Linked DNA regions of Anser cygnoides: region 1 is linked to region 2. A link is a contact called in public Hi-C data. All regions are on one chromosome and are shown on one strand. The core of a region is the stretch at or near the end of the contact, and the rest is flanking DNA. Distances in the headings are between cores, read along the strand shown. Region 1 overlaps TTC17 (tetratricopeptide repeat domain 17). Region 2 overlaps HSD17B12 (hydroxysteroid 17-beta dehydrogenase 12).

Region 1 (5,304 bases), core at 886-3,385, 180 kb after region 2:
CCACAGAATAAAAGATCCACATTTCTGACTGCACTGCACGTGCAGGCTAACACGAGGACTACTTTTATTGAGTTCTGATCAGCCACGACCTTCGCGGTGACACAAAAACCCGTGCTTCGCTCCTCAGCGGGCACGCAGCGCTGGCAAAGCGCAGTTCTAGGTCAGGAGCACCTGATCTGGGACAACGAAGTAAACTTCTCAGACATCCAGCACACGGGTCCCAGCTTTCCACAGATTCTCACGAGAAGGCAAAAAAATAAAGTGAAGGAGTTACTTTTATTTATTTTTATTTTTTTCCCCACTAAAGAAAGGCGAAAATCCTACAGTGCTTTGGTGTTTAAGCGAGAAGTTTTAAAACAAAGCAAGCGTCCCTTTTCAACAACGATAAGCTGACCTACACTTCAATAACATCACGCTTCAGGTCGTCATCCTGAGGTTGGATGACAACTCCCGAACTTGGGCAGATTCACACCGATCTCCAGCCGAGGTCTCTCTGTACATGCTCATCCAGAGGCACGCATGCTGGAGACTGCTTTGAGGAAGGCGCTCTGTTACACACACCAGCAATAAAGAGCAATTTGTTTTGTTTAGCACACAGCAGACTTAGCAGAATTAGAAATTCAGTCAAGAAAAAGGTCAGATGGCCAAGAAAACCAACCTTTAGAGAAGTAGCAAAGCAAACATCCACCTGTCATTTTCAAGATGAGACTGAGCAACTGCTTAACATATCACAGAAGATGCTCTGCAAACAGAAAATAGGTTTTTGTTTGCCTGCACTAGATTTTCAGTTTTCCTTGGCTTTGGGTGGCTGCTTTTTCTCTAGTCTGAGTGTATACATAGACTGTTGTTTTCATCTCCACCTGCTGGTGTACCGTGCAGTCAGGCGGCAGTCAGACTGACGGCAGTAGTGCACTCACTAACTTTAAAGCCATCTGTGAATCATTGTGCCTTGCCGCCACTTGGGACACACTCACATTCAAATCCATCACCAAATGAAGACCTATTAGGTAATGCTTCTCTTCTTGTACTAAGCAGGAATCCAACACGATGTCTCTCTCCATGAAATTCGGATGTTGCTTACTGAGGGGCTAGTCTTCTCAGCGCAGTACAGGCTAAAAGCCTTGCTCCTTCACACTGTTCTTCTGGTCATCTCTTAACAAACTTCAGCACAAAACAACTTTCTGCCAGCTCAGATTCCTTGCCTGAGGCTCTCTGCTCCTGGCAACGCTTCCTCAGCCCTGCTTTGAACCATCTGTCTGGGAGCTCTTTGCTACTTTCGTTTAGTTACTCTGGACTGACTTTTTCAGTGTTTATAGCAGTCCACATAAAGGCAGTTTTTGGAGTCCAGCACAACGTGCTTGGCTGTAATTGTCTCCACCAAGCCCAAACGTGACCTCTGTGAAGACCCTACCTCAGCTGTGGTATGTCAGGTCTCTGGTGCATGACAGCAGCTAGTGTCCACCAGCAAAGCCAAGAATGAGTATGAAAGCTGTTGGCTGCACCTTATTTAGTCTGTCCTCCCTATGCCGAGTTTCTCTGGTCTCTTGAAGTACACTAGTGCTTCTGTAGGGTAGCCAGTTTCCCTACAATCATAAAAGCACAGTCTAAAATTGGTTATATATTAGTCTGAACTTTATACTGGGAGTTGTGAAACAAAAAGGTTTATAAACATGCACTACGCAGATATAATTTCATCAAAGAGATACGATGACTTGGTCCCTGACTTCGCAGGAACACACAGCTGAAGGAGGACTCACACCAAAAAAAGAACAGGAACCGACTCAGAGAAAGATGTATGTGACCTGAAAACAGCTACTAGAGCAACAGATACAACTCGATAACTTTTCTCGTGATGGTGTACTGAGACAACGAAACGTTACATGCAGTGCTGGGAATTAACTTGCTTCATCATTCAGAAATACTCGCCAGAAACTGGAACAGCAGGGCCTACTTAGCAAGCATTCCCATTTACTAGACGAGATCTTGGTGATACACTGCAAGTTGTTAGGTTTGCCTTAGTTTTGCCACTTGTCAGGCTGCTCTACCACCAGGAACTCCATATGAAATCTCAGTCAGCAAGCTGTCTTATGCCACAGACAAGTCAATCTCACTCCAATGTAGTCTCATACTAGAGGCTTACACTCTTACTGCACTACAAGGAGAACATGACCAGTGGAGATCTTAGGGCCATAACATAAAAACCCTTCCCTCAAACAGATCCAGGCTGTTGGATTTTGTATAGAGGTCAGGATCTGTAACTTCTGCTTTCAGCTCCTCATCCACAGTGCACTTTGGTAACAAGGAAAACAAAATTCACTGCAGCAAACTACGAGCTGCAGGGAAGTCACTTGTCACTGGTACTTATCTGAACATCTACAGCTAGTGAATCATTTAACAGGGCAAATGGCTGCCTTTTACTATCACTTGAGCTTTCTGCCCATATCTTTACCAATTACATGGGCTTCCTTCAGATAAACCTACGTAGTCCAAGTTAAGATTAAGCCCTTCCTGCTCCAAAAAGGTGACAATTTTAAAATGCATTTCAGAGTTTGAGAAAGCTAATACTTCTAAAATTAAGCAATACAAAAGCTACCACAACTCTTAGTCACCAGACAGCGCTAGCCACTTCCAGTGGGAGGCTGCTGTGCTGGAAGGGTTGCGATCAGCAGTGCAAAGTCCAGCAGTGGCTGGTCACGAGCAGCATTCGCAGGGATCAATAGCGGGGCCAACACTGTTTAGTGTCTTCATGAACACTGTGGAAAAAAGACCTCAGCAAGCCTAGTGTCCTCTGCAAATGCGGGGCGGGGGTGGCAGGGCAGAGGGCAGGGCTGCTGTAAGAGGGACAGCTGCAGAAACCATCGGGCCATTCAGCAAAGGCAAGCACAAAGCCAGCGCCTTTGGAAGTCTCCTGCTCCAGGAAACGCTGGGGCTGGCCAAACACAAAACAAGCTTTGCAGAAAAGGACATCTGGGTTCTGGTATGGGAAAAAAATAATGATGATTTGTCAGCAGCATTCACTTCTGCAGCAATGAAGGTCAACTGCACACTGGGCTGCAGTGGCAAGACTGGAACCAGCAGGGTGAGGAAAACAAAAGCACTTGGAAGAATAAATCAGCTTCAGCTTTCAGTCCCTGGCATGAGACAGACACCGACGTACCTGAGCACGGCCAGCAAAGCCTGTTCAAGGCAGCCAGGGGCCTGGAGCACATAGCACACAGAGGGGCTGAGAGAACCGGGCTGACTCAGCCTTGAGGAGGACAGGGGGGCATTGCTGCTGTTTTCAGCTTCCTCATGGGAGAGTACAGAGAAGACACAGCCAGACTCCTCTGAGGTGCCACAGTGAGAGGCATCAGACACCGGCTGCTACAAGTGAAATTCTAATTAGAAAAGATGAAAAATAATTTCACTCTGAAAACAGTCAGCCACTGGACCAGGTGTCCAACGGCCCAACAAAGCTAAAGCTGTTGGATCTCCATCCTCAGACGCTAAATTCAGGTGGGCAGGGCCCTCAGCGACCTGCCCGAGCTGGCCCTGCTTTGAGCTGCAGGGCAGGCAGTATTACTCTACGATCCTCTTCAGGTTACTGTGCTCAAACCAGCAGCAGCTGAAGCTTGTTCCAAACGTGAGCCTTCACTTACACAGCTGTCTTCTGGAAGATAAGGTTCTCCAAAACTCAAACATGGGCTGCCACAGAAACAGCAAGAATGAATCGTTACTTTGAAGTTCTAAGGAGAAGTCTAGAGTACTACAGAGAAACCTGGTGTGACAATATCTTTTGACAAAACAGCAGCAGATTAATTAGAAGGACTAAAAGAAAGGTAAGGTGACAGGTAGCACACCACATACATTGAGAAGCTGAAACTCCAGACACTGCAGAGAAACACAAAAAGCTGCACAGCCCAATGGCTTGCAAGATGAATGTAAAGGAAAGCGGAAAGCCCCACTGAAAACACACAAAATTAAAAAAAATAATAATAAATCAGTCATTCTTTCTGGCTAAACAGTACTGGTAAAAAGACAACTTCTCATAATAAATATCAATTTAATGAAGAGTAACACCCTGAAAAACTAAAACAAAAGGATGCTCTGAGGGGAAATTTTAGGCTTATGCTTTGTTAATAAGTATTTAGGTCTTGGTATTAAGAGAACAGCCCTAATATTTTGGAATTCAATGGTACTATCAATGAATTGATAATAAATCAATTACAAATCATCCTATTACCAATGCACAGAAGACAATTCCTCCTTGCTGGACAACTGAAGTACTCTGCTATGATTCAACAGTTAGCAGCAAAAAATAATAATTATATTTTGGCATTTAAAACAACATTCAAGTTCATTCTAGAAAATACCCAGGCTTCTCATTCCCCAAAATACAAATAAGTGGGACAAAGTGAAATTCAGAGGTGCTCTGCAGGGCTGGCAATGGCAACACCCACAAATTTGTTTCTTCTTCTCAAACACCAGAAGGAAAACAGTAAGGGATGCTGAAACACACCTTACTCCAAAAAAAACTCACTGGACAATTGGCAGCACTTCGTGAAGAAGCGCTGTCCCCCAGCTACTGAAGATGAATGCAGCTCCTCACGTTCCAAGTACCACCGTATGTAGAATCTGAGTTTCCTTGCTGGTACTGGGTGGACTCATTTTGACCGTGCACGCCAAAAAAACAGAAGTTACCTTGTTCTGCAGACGTTATTCCATCACATCAGCTCTAGCATTTGAGTACTTGACATGAGGAACACGGGAACGTTCTGGCTGCTCCCCCGCGGCTCTGGGGCCAGCAGAGCTCCACACCCACCCCCAGGCCGCTTTCCCCCAGCTCGCCTCCCGCTGCAGGGAGGCCCGGGGCAGGCTGGGGCTCCACTGAGCGGTGGGTGGCACGGGCAGGGGCTCTCCTTAGAGGGCGCAGCTAATTGTGATTGACCAGCTTCCTGCACAGCAATCGTACAGTGGAAGCTTCTACACGTCCCATCAGTTAACTGACAGCATAAAAAGCCACTTCCTAAAATCAGTGCTGCATTTAGCTAATTAGATTTTTCAAGTCATGTTAGCTAATTAGATTTTTCCAAGTCACAGCTGCTTTTCATGCAATAATCAAAATCAACACTTCACCCAAATTTGATAATATACAATTAATATACACATGCAGATGCTTCCACACCATCATCATACACTCTCATCACTTCTCCACTATGTAAAGTGGAAAAGGGAGGAAAAATAACACTGGAAATGTTGTCATTCATTAATTTGTGATTAACTAGGGTGAGAGAGTGCTTAGACCTGTGTAGACAACTTAAGACC
Region 2 (4,816 bases), core at 354-2,853:
TTTCTAAATTGGTTAAGACTGACATAGTCATTACAACGGGTTACAGGCGTGTGCCCGGGTTTTATCCTCCAGTCACCGCTTTCACTTTTGCTGTGCATGAACAGTCTTATTTTGCGCACCCCTTCCAACTGACCCTACATTGTTCAGAACGGTAGGCGAGAGGTGGGAAAGCTGGTAAAACACTTGGAATCGCTATTCATGATAGCCACTAGCGTACATCGCACACTGTGGTGACTTATAAGTCACTTAAGTCCATCAAGGCTTTGAATATAGCCTTTCTATGGTGTAAGCAGATAGAAAGGAACTTACAACATAGTACCTAGGTCCCCAGAGAAAGCCATACGGGGTGCCATCTGCTCCCCCCACCAGAGGTTATGCCATACGTAAGGTGTAGCAAGTCGGATTTTCTAATAAGGCAAAAAAAAAAAAAAAGAGATCTGTTTGTATGCCAGATTCTAGCTGAGGAAAACTTTTCCTGTGCTTCGTTAAAAAAGCCTGTACCAATCATCACTACAAGCTAAGAATTTCTCTAGAATACCAAAATATCTTCTCCCAACCCCTGAAATTCGGTATTATTAAGAAATATGCAGCGTCCAGCAACAACTAATTTTAAACACGCAATTAAGTAATAACAGTGCAGATTCTAGAGTCAGGCCCGTTTAAGACAGAGGTACCAGACAATCCGGATGTTTCCTGTCTCTAGGATTCACTGAGCCTCAGCCCCTACTCTCATCCTCCTGATGCCACAGCCTCTGGCACTCGAAGCATCGTGGATCTGCAGAACCATCATTCAAGCAGCATTTACTGTCACCTTCTGCAAAACTGGGGGACAGGGAAAACAACACATGCAAGCATCGCACAGAAAAGCAACGAACAGATTTTGTCTAGTATTCAACAGCTTTGTATTTTATGCTGTCAGCTTCGGTGGCAGCCAGAGCATCAGTAGGAAACACATGCAAAGACATGGCTGGTCTCGCTGGAACGTGAACTTAAAATGAATGTGTACAATGAACATGGCAGGTGTATTTCCACTTGTGTCGTATTGACATCAAGCCTCTTATTCCATCAGGACTAATAACTAAAAGATGACTTAAGTTATTGACTCCAGCTCCTTGCCCTTGCAATCAAAAACTATTCATTTAATAGTTGTTATCCACATAAGAGTGAACGAACAATTATTCACTCCCCTGTATCCACACCACTCAAGAAAGAACACCCAACAAATTTATGACCTGTGATCTCTGACCACAGGAAATGCCACAGGAAGAGTATAGAAAAGGTCAGGATCACAGACCTCAGGTCTGTGCAACAGCGGGAAGTTTCCCAATGCATGCTACGGTACAAAGTGCAATGGTCCAGTCAAACCACCAGGCTTGGGAGGAGGAGAAAACCTTTCTAACTTGAACTCCCATGATTTAATCAGTTTCAGCCATGTGAGCAAGATGTGCACTTGGGTTCCCCACGAGGTATCGATGGGGCTTGGAGCACTGCTTGCCATGTTCAGCACACCATCAGAAGGCAGAGGAGAAAGGGCAGAATTTATTCTCTAAAACCTCAGGGTATTTACTGCAGAATTTTACAAGCAACTAATCAAAGTCCTAAAATACAGGATTAAGTACACTGCAGCAAATACAGCACAGAAAGTCTCCAGACCTTTCAATTACCATTAAATACATACTAACGAATCAACTGCACAAGAACTCATATCACCAGTTTATGTTTTTAGTTACATTTAGATCCCCACCACATCATGAAATTGCTTGTATAAATCCATCTCCACTTTAGGACAGTATAGCATCTTTGCCCTGAAGACTGTGCCAGAATTTTGCTTCCTGTACGGTAAAAAGATCACAACTTCCACCTTGAGTTTACTCGAACATCTTTGACCTCTTCCAGTGATCTCTTAAATTTAAGATAAAGATACACAGGAATCCATCACAACCTCCACTACTGGGCTAGTTATCAATGGACACAACTCTCTAAGCCTTAGTGCCATCTAGCCGCTTTGCCTCCTCGTGTTTCACAGCTTTTGGCACATACAACAGCCATGATGCAGTTTACAAGCACTTGCGTCACCTCCGATCTGGTAGCAAACCCAAGGTAACCCCTGACAAACAAGGAGCAAAGATCACTGGGCTCAGTGGTCAGTGACACGCCTGCTCTGCGCTAAAAGGGAAGAGCTCTCCTGCTGTTGAGGGCCACAGACCAGGCCTACAAAACACGCTGCATACACAGGCAGTGACTTCAGTTCAGAAGACCAATATGCCCAGTGGTACATGGCTTCAGGGACTATAAAAAAGTATTTTTTTTTCCAGATGGGCTACAAAGGGGTGAATAAGTGAATGCTTCCAGTAGCACCCGCATCCTTCAGAAACCCCAGGGCTAAACGTGCACAGGACGAGGCCCCCCCACCAGCAGCACAGGGCATGACCTGTGCTCACGTTCTGTCTGCTTGCAACAAGCAGCAGCCGCTGCCTTCCCAAGGAAGAGGTGACCTAGAGAACATCCACCACCTCGTGAGAGGTTTACTGGATAGCCATTGTCTGCTCTTAAAAGGGTGACTCCATCGTGCAGACCAGCAAAAGCAGCACCTGGGAGACCATGGCAGTCTGGTTACCAATTGGAGTGAATATTCGAGGCCTTGAACGAACGTTTTTATCTGCTTCTTATCCAGCCAGGACATCTTAAAACAAAAGCACAGAACGGTGCAGTAAAGCATGAGGCAGGCATGCAGAAATCATTTTGTCTCACGACAGGAGCAAGGAGCAGTGTTGATACGGGGAGAGCGAGCAACGGCAAGCGCAGAGAATCCGACTGCAGCTCTGCAGAGCACTCACGCTGAAACAAGATTAGAGATTCGTGACTCCCCAATTCAAGGTTAGACTACAGTGGAGACAAAGCTTAAAGAGATCAAGCCTGCCTTCAGATACAAACACGTTTTCTACAGCAAAATAAGCTTTTTGAGTTGCCTAATGGAGAAAAAACATGGAATACTTGTATCCAGGCATACTCCTTGCACAATGAAGCTAACAGCTATTATGTGTGCTCTCTACTGGCTTCCTAGAACTACAAATTCATTTAAGTTTGGCCATTTTCCTGTTCTCATTAAGAGAAGTAAGTTTTTAGGTGATCCTTCAAAGTACTGCAGATGCACTCATGCACAGCATTGCCTAGAAGGAGGACTCAAGCTACTAACAGCATTATTCCCCCTAGAAAGATGTGGGTCCTGCAATCTGGGAACAGCTGTTTTCTTTCTGCCAAAAAATTAAAAAAAAAAAAAATCAAGCTAACAACCCAATCTCAAGGAGGGCAGCTCAGCTACAGCTCCAACCCACTGAGAGGTATTCAAATTTGTTGTCAAAATGGCCACTGCAGAGTAATTCTCCCAGCTACATCTTCTACAGAAGAGCAGCCCCAGTCCTGCAAGACAGGCTGGAGATAGCAGCGAGGTTGTCACATCACTGCACAATCCCCAGCTGCAGCAGATAGCAGCAAAAGGAATAAGCTAGGAAGCTAACGTGGCTTTTTAAAGCAATACAGTTCAGAGAAACTTCCCAGCACAGCTAACCTTAGCAGAGGTTTAAAGTACAATGCATAAATAACTAAAGAGTCGAGATTCTTCTGCTACGAAACACGGAGGCTATATTAAGAATATGACAGCTCCTGGGGAAAACAAAAGCTGGCAAGGGGAGAAGAGACTATCCCTGCTTGGCATCAAGCAGCGCTTCATCTATTACAGATTTATATAAATCACTGGCAATTGACCAATACCGAGCTTCTAGATTATCTCCAGCCAACAAAAGTACTTTAGTCTGCGCTGGTTAAAAATATTCTACTTTTTGTCCTCAGCTTGCTAGGAACAGCTATTTTTAGTAAGAGCCCAATCAACCTTATCAAAATCAAGCATCAAAAATAGACTGGAGAAACACTGGAAGCAAACGCTATTTTTAGCTGCTCTGTCTATTCCCTGCCGTTACCCACCGAGTCCTGACTGCACAGCCCATGCACGAGCGCTTAGTTATTCTAGGCAGATCCTCGTCGTGACCCTTTTTTCCCTGAACACCTGAATGCAGAAAACACTCGATTGATTAAAGATTAATACAGCCGCAAACCGTGACAGCTGCCTTTCGTCTGAGTGCTTTTGGGGAAGGGGAGAATATGGAATGACAGAGAGCTTGCATCAGTATTCCTCCTGGGGATCTATTACATGGAAAGAAAATTGCTATTTCAATTCCCTTTTGTTGCTAAAAATAGCAGCCCCAATTGATTCAAGCAAACAGGGCACCGGCTTAGCAATGCCAAATTTAGAAACCACTGAAGTCCCAAAGAGTGAACACTAACGCAGTCTAACACATGCCAGCTCATATTTAACAAAGAACAAAGAAGATAAGCATGCCGGCTGCAAGTTAATAAGACGGCAGTAACTCCCTGCATTTTTATGAAATAAAAACAGAAAACTGGGGGCAAAAATAACACTAACTTCACTTCTGCTCCTGGTTTCATTTGCTGAAATAGGAAGCCTCATCAGAAAGACCATCTGCATCTCATCTGAAATCACAGAATTTCAGTGTATTTTTTTCGTGTAAAGGGTTTTTTTTCCTGCACAAAGGAGCTAACGCCTAATGGTCAGGCTCTAAAAAGACAGGCTACAGAAAGAGGTTCAATTCCCAGAACCAAACACTTACTTGGTAACAGCTTGTGTCTAGGAGCTAGGATTGTGGGTAGAAAAATATTCTATAAATATCGCAGCACTGACAAGTTCCCATTTCATCCAGAACTACAGCAAGAAAGGTTTTGGGGCAGCACACTCCTAAGA

What was found. A called contact is a pair of places that touch in the nucleus more often than the background predicts.
Region 1: a contact with region 2 is called in a Hi-C map of liver, with 13 times the contacts expected there. The contact joins two enhancer-like sites. A contact is called at or near these places in 2 of 7 Hi-C or Micro-C datasets (both in liver).

The regions. Positions count from the first base shown.
Region 1 is chr5:14,521,951-14,527,254 of Taihu_goose_T2T_genome, forward strand. The region is part of intron 1 of TTC17 (tetratricopeptide repeat domain 17); the gene reads right to left. Among named protein-coding and RNA genes, the nearest start is that of TTC17, 3.8 kb to the right of the region's middle. Within about 2 kb of position 2,136, at least 2 of the 3 cell types and tissues checked have open chromatin away from gene starts, as enhancers often do. A contact at or near this core is called in liver, where this site is marked.
Region 2 is chr5:14,341,533-14,346,348 of Taihu_goose_T2T_genome, forward strand. The region is part of intron 3 of HSD17B12 (hydroxysteroid 17-beta dehydrogenase 12); the gene reads right to left. Among named protein-coding and RNA genes, the nearest start is that of HSD17B12, 21 kb to the right of the region's middle. Within about 2 kb of position 1,604, at least 2 of the 3 cell types and tissues checked have open chromatin away from gene starts, as enhancers often do. A contact at or near this core is called in liver, where this site is marked.